Linked DNA regions of Zea mays: region 1 is linked to region 2. The links are chromatin contacts, called in public Hi-C maps. All regions are on one chromosome and are shown on one strand. Each heading gives the region's core, a stretch centred on a gene start, on an enhancer-like site or on the middle of the called end of the contact. The rest is flanking DNA. Distances are from core to core; before and after follow the strand shown.

The links. A called contact is a pair of places that touch in the nucleus more often than the background predicts.
Region 1: a Hi-C map of bundle sheath shows a contact between it and region 2, with 1.7 times the contacts expected there. The contact joins the promoter of LOC542052 here to the promoter of LOC100283284 in region 2. A contact is called at or near these places in 2 of 25 Hi-C or Micro-C datasets (bundle sheath and tassel).

The regions. Positions count from the first base shown.
Region 1 is chr10:148,408,543-148,411,250 of Zm-B73-REFERENCE-NAM-5.0, forward strand. It overlaps LOC542052 (proton-exporting ATPase 4), which reads left to right and starts at 1,414. Exons shown (of 13, transcript NM_001305848.1): 1 at 1,414-1,650. The coding sequence starts at 1,609.
Region 2 is chr10:147,699,712-147,702,701 of Zm-B73-REFERENCE-NAM-5.0, forward strand. LOC100283284 (cysteine protease 1) reads right to left here and starts at 1,588. Exons shown (of 5, transcript NM_001156186.2): 1 at 1,043-1,588. The coding sequence starts at 1,511.

The DNA of each region.
Region 1 (2,708 bases), core at 164-2,663, 710 kb after region 2:
GTAACAACTTGAGATAGACTTATATTTAAATTTAGGAAAGCGATGAAATATCAAATTGTAAACTAAATAACCTACTATATAAGTAAATTCCAATTTATTCAACGGCCCCTTAGAGTAATCAGTAGTAGCAGAGATGGCAAGGGTCAACCTTGACCCTTTGAGACAGAACGCTTTTGGTACTCCCCTTCAAATCTGGAACTGACGGGTATTTTTAGGGGCCTCTTTTTTTTTTTACCTTCCACGATGGGCATTTATTTAGTTTTAGAACTATCTAGCTAGCGTTGATATGAATTGGAAAACCGGAAGCGGCAGCAGGACTCGCGCTGCTGTCAGGCGTCACTATTCGGCCTATTTGATTGCCTTTAGTATGAACTGTTTTCTAGTGTTTATATAGTGACTAGACTTGCAGCTGCATCAGCTCGTTGGGCCCTCCGTCCGCTGACCAAGCCGCAGACGAGCTAGGGCTAGTGGTGGAACCGTGGAAGGCGGCTCGGACCGGTAGGAGCCACGTCGGCATCCCTGAGACAGAATTCCCTGTTTTTTTAGTCAGTCGTCTCTTCCCTTTCTGATTTCTGAATAGCCGTTCAACTGCAACTGCTCCTTTGTGGCCGTGCGTGCGGCCAACGGAAGGAACGCGCGGCTGCTGTCTGCGCCATCTGCCAATGCAGGGCAGGCCTTGTTAGCGAGAACGGGAAGAGACCGAAGGATCCGTGCCAACTTACATTTGTTCGGTTAACCCCGTTATCCATTAATTAAATAGAATTAGAAAATATTAAAAAAGAATTCACTTAATTTATATGTATTGACAGCTAACCAAACAAGCCCTTACAAAGAGACCGGTTGCCTGTTTGAAGCTCCAAACTGGTACGGTATTGTATAGAGGTTGCGTGCGGTCCGATACGACGCCTGCATTCGCTGGGACGTGGAATAGTTCGAATTCATGCCGCCAAAGAATCTCCGCGTCCCGACAGGAGATGGCACGCACGGCACGGATCGGGGCTCGCAAATTCACCGAGCCCGGCCCGAAGCCAAAGCCCGTGCCGTTACCCTGTGACGGTGCGGGCCCACCACGCAGTGCCTGACACGCGCGGCTTCTGTTCCGTTCGAAGCCGAAGCCGGGGGGTGGAAGTGTAATGGATGTCACCACGGTCCACCTCCACCCGTGACCGCTCGACCCGAACGTGGCTGACGCGCGGGGCCACGCCCGGGTGCGGAGGCTGCCCGGCGCAACCGCGCAGGCCAGACCCCACCGGCTGCCAGCGGGCCGACCTAATACTCGACGGGGGGGCACGCGAAAAGAGACAGGCCCCGTGGGCCCTTGTGGGGGTCGTGGTAGGGGCGTAGGGCTGCTAGGGATGGTGGTGGTGGCTCGGCCTGCGGGTACAAAGCGGAGCGGCGCGGCGCTATATAGGTCCGCCCCCATCTCCTCCCGTTCCACTCGACGCCCAGCAAGCGCTACTACTCCACCACCACCACTACTTTGCTTGCTTGCCCCTTTCCCTTCCCTTCTCACACGAGAAGAGAAGCGAGTCGGCGTTCGCGTGGCATATGCCCGTGTCTGCCGCCGGGCTTGGCTTCTAGGGTCCGCTCCAGCGCCGGCCGACCGCCATGGGTGGGCTCGAGGAGATCAAGAATGAAGCCGTCGATCTGGTGAGGAAATTGCCGCTACCACTGCCTCGCTTTATTTTTTTTTTTGCTCGATCGCGCCTTTTAATTCAGACTGCCATACTTGTGCCAGTAGTACTAGTAGTAGTAGTACCACTAGTATACGTACGCACGCGCTGACTCTGCTGGAGCCTCAGAGCCTGGAGGCAACGATGAACTATGTAACGGCGGCCAGTTTTGCTTTTGCCCCGGCCCTTTGACTTCCTGTTCTGTTCCTCTGCTCTTGCTGGTCCTGGAGGAGGAAGGAAAAAAAAAAACCGAGAGAGAAAAAAGTGGTCCAGAGTCTGAACTCTTCTGAAAGCAATTTCACACGCAGGAGGAGCATGCAGGAAGGGAATCCTGTTCATGCGAAAAGATTTTATGCCTTAGTTTGTTTCCATTTTCTCCGCATGGACGATGGATGGGGTCGCATCGCTAGCTGCCTTTTACGCGCTCAACCAATCTCTCTAGCAGCTTTTCGGACAAGGGGGGAGAGGGCCGGCAACACCTGGCCGGCCGTGGGTCATGTTCCTCCCGTGTCTTGCTCTGCTCTTGCTCATGTGAGCTGTTTGATTGAATGCGTACAGCTTTGCCTTCTAGCTCGGAGCGAAACACCCACCCTCTGGATCGATTCGATCTGCCGTATTTAATACGTTGCCCGGATTTGACCACGGAGCAAAATCCACTATACGCCGTCTCCGTACGTTTTTTTGCCGCATCGATCTGTCCAAGCGTCGATGGTTCGACGAAACTATGCCTAACGAGAGGCCCCCAAAAAAATATCCGAATTTGTGCAGTCCCTTTGGCCAGCGCGGGGGGTGGGCACGCAGATCGACAGCGATCATGCTGCTGAGATCAGAGGGAGGAAAATAGGGAACCCGTTTCAATTATTAATCCCTGTTGACCAAGTGGAGCACTATGCCACCTGAGTATGACGGGTGGCCCCCTTCCCGCTGCCCTGCTCATCTGTTTTGTTCCGTCCAATTCGGCCGGTTCACACACGCGCGCGCCCGTGCTTGCGGGGTCACACTCACACACATGGGTGGGGCCACGGAGGGTGCGGA
Region 2 (2,990 bases), core at 338-2,837:
TTGTTTAGTCATCCACGTCGATTAAAAAAGGCGGACAAGTAACAAGTCAGAGTTATAAACTCCAAAGAGTGAAAGTTAACCTGCAATAGAGTGGAAAACATCATTATCACTTTAGACCTAGTTTAGGTACTATAGTAATGAGAAAATCGGAGTGGATTAAGATGTATTGTGAGTGTTTTTTTATCTATTGCGGATGTAAATACTCTCTAATCCCTCCAAACCACTTCAATATTAGAGTACTCAAACTAGACACTTTATGGACATAGCATTTTTTTTAAGAGAATAATTTTTTGGTTGTGACCGGTGAATAGGGTGTGGACCAATAGAAACGTGAAACGGTCACAAGAGCCGTGAATCCGTGATGAAAGTCGTCTCCAAGAGCCTACTATCTGGAATCATGAATGAAGTGAGCATATTGGCCCAGCCACCTTGTCAGCTAGACAGCGACTGCTAGTGTAAATATCTTTCTTGGTTGCTCCTTCCAGGAAGGTCACTGCCTCGCAAGGTTTAAAGGTGATGTCCATGTTCGATGAACCTACCTACATAGTATGTGTCCCCCTTCATGCAAGGCAATAAAGATCAAATACACGGATCACTTTTCCACCTTCCGTAGCGAAAATCGTTCTACTAATATTTGTCACGCCCACGCACAAGACACAGAACCAGTACCAGTACCAGTACCAAATGGAATATTTTTAAATAGTTTTATTTGTTAGTGTGTCTCGAATTCAAGTGCATGCTAATCTATATACGCGTGGCATCTGCGCAACCACCCACCCGTTTTGGTGCCCGGCTAACGAATCGCAGAACGTGAAGCTGAGCGTTGACCTTCAGCTAGTCCCCTGCTCTCTCTCTCTCTCTCTCTCTCTCTCTCTCTCTCTCTCTGTTCATGTGGATAACAGTAACAAACTACCGCAAGTTGTGGATGAGCAGACTTGACAGTTTTCCCCATGTTCTATCTAGAATTATTCTTGATTCAGAAGCAGGAGAGGGATAAAAAAAAGAAGAAAGTGGAAGGGCGGAGATCGATATGGAAGCTCACCGCAGCTGCCCTGGTCCTTGACCTCCGCGACGGCGCCCTTGGCCCGCCAGTCGACGGACTCCGGCAGGTCCTCGTTGTCGCCGGCCAGGTACCTGTCACCGAGCCTCCTCTCCCTCTGCGGCCTGCTCCTGACGCCGAGGTAGGTGGCGCGGTACTCGTCGTTGGTGAGGTCGGCGAAGCGGTTGAGCCCGAGGCGGAAGGAGTGGACGCCCGCGTCGGCGGCGGCGTTGTGGGCGTCGACGTAGCGGAGGTTGTCCCTGAACACCTCGAACCTGCGCTCCTCCTCGCCGACGGCGTTGTAGGTCCGGCCGTGCGCCGCCATCCACTCGGCGTACATCCGCCGCGCCTCCTCCTCGCTCCGCTCGCCGTAGGAGACGATCGACATGCTGTCCGCCGCCGCGGCGAGCGGCGCGAGCAGCAGCAGAAGCAGCGCCGCCGCCGACGCGAGCGGCGTGGTGGAGGCGCCCATCTCCGCCGCGATGCAGGAACGGGAAGGCTAGCTAGATAGGGGGAGGAAGGAGCGGAACGGACCGGAGCAGAGCAGATGGATGAGAGTTGAGATGGAGGCCCTTCCTTTTAATACAAGTGGGCGAGGGAGCGGTGGGCCCAGATTCCGTGATCCCCTTGTTTTTTTAAATTCATTCGCATCTAATCTACTGGACCAGTCAGCTGTACGATATTTTCCGTTGGTTTTTTATTGGTCGTGGGGTTGTGGAGCGGAAGTGGACAGGTTGGATTGGATTGGATGAGGGCGACCTTTTTTATTCTTACCCGACTGTGTGGGCTACGAACTGATATTAATGGTTCATATTTATTTTTAATTTTTATTTTATTTTCCTATTCAAATGGGATACAGTATTATCGATTTGTGACGGGTAAGATTTACATAGATATTGATATCTTCAATATCTAACTTTAAGTGTATAAATATAGATATAAATAAAATACGAATTGAATATTGAATACCGACTCAAATATAAATTAGATATCAACACGTTTAGACGGATCAAATTCGAATACATACTGATAATATCGGTAATCGATATTTACATAGAGTACCATTTACTATCTCTAGCAAGAAATACTTTAAATTTAAAGTTTCCCAATCTCGTTTTTATCTCCAACAACTTCCGCTAAAATAGAGTCTGCAGCTGATCCGCCAATTCTGGCGCTTGCTGTATACGGTAGCGCATGACGGTTGGACGCTCGATCGGTTATTGGCTGACATACGCTGCCTCCTGCCATGCTACAGTACGAGCTATGGTGAATGCGCTGGTCCCGTCAGACTCCCAACCAGTCCAATACTGCTTCTACACATTAATGAAAAAATAGTACGTTGGAATTTTCTTTTTATTAATATGGCTGGAAAAAGAAATGGAGTATAAGATAGGATAAAATTTAAAGTATGTTGTTGAGACTTTATATAGTAGATATATGAAAGCCGTTTCAAAACGGTGTTACTGACGCTATCCACGTCGGTAGAAATTCTCCTAGCTACTTGATTGTAAATCAATGGCTCACCTTCGCCTCTCGAGACTTTAGTACTGACTCTCCTCACTCCCTCGTTACCTTCGCCTCTCGAGACTTCTGGACGCTTTGACTGCGACCGCCTCTCCTCACTCTTGCCATCTCGTCCCTCCTCCTCCTCGCTCCATCCGCATCTTCCATCTTCAAGTTGCTTCATCTTCCATCGTTTCGTCCTTACGACATCATCCGCTCTGAGAAATTCGTCGCTTTCTTCATCGGCTCCGCTTCTTCCTCGAGTTGTCAAATTAGAAAAAAGGTTCGCTTTTCTTTTTCCCCAAGTTGTGTGCTTGCGGCGGATCTGCCTTCTTCCGCTTCGGCTGTCTCCCCAATTTCCCATCTTCTTATTCCCTCGACACCCCACGGCCCCACATTCCCTTTGGGCAGCACACCAGCTCCACACATCTGACCTGTTGGGTTTGTG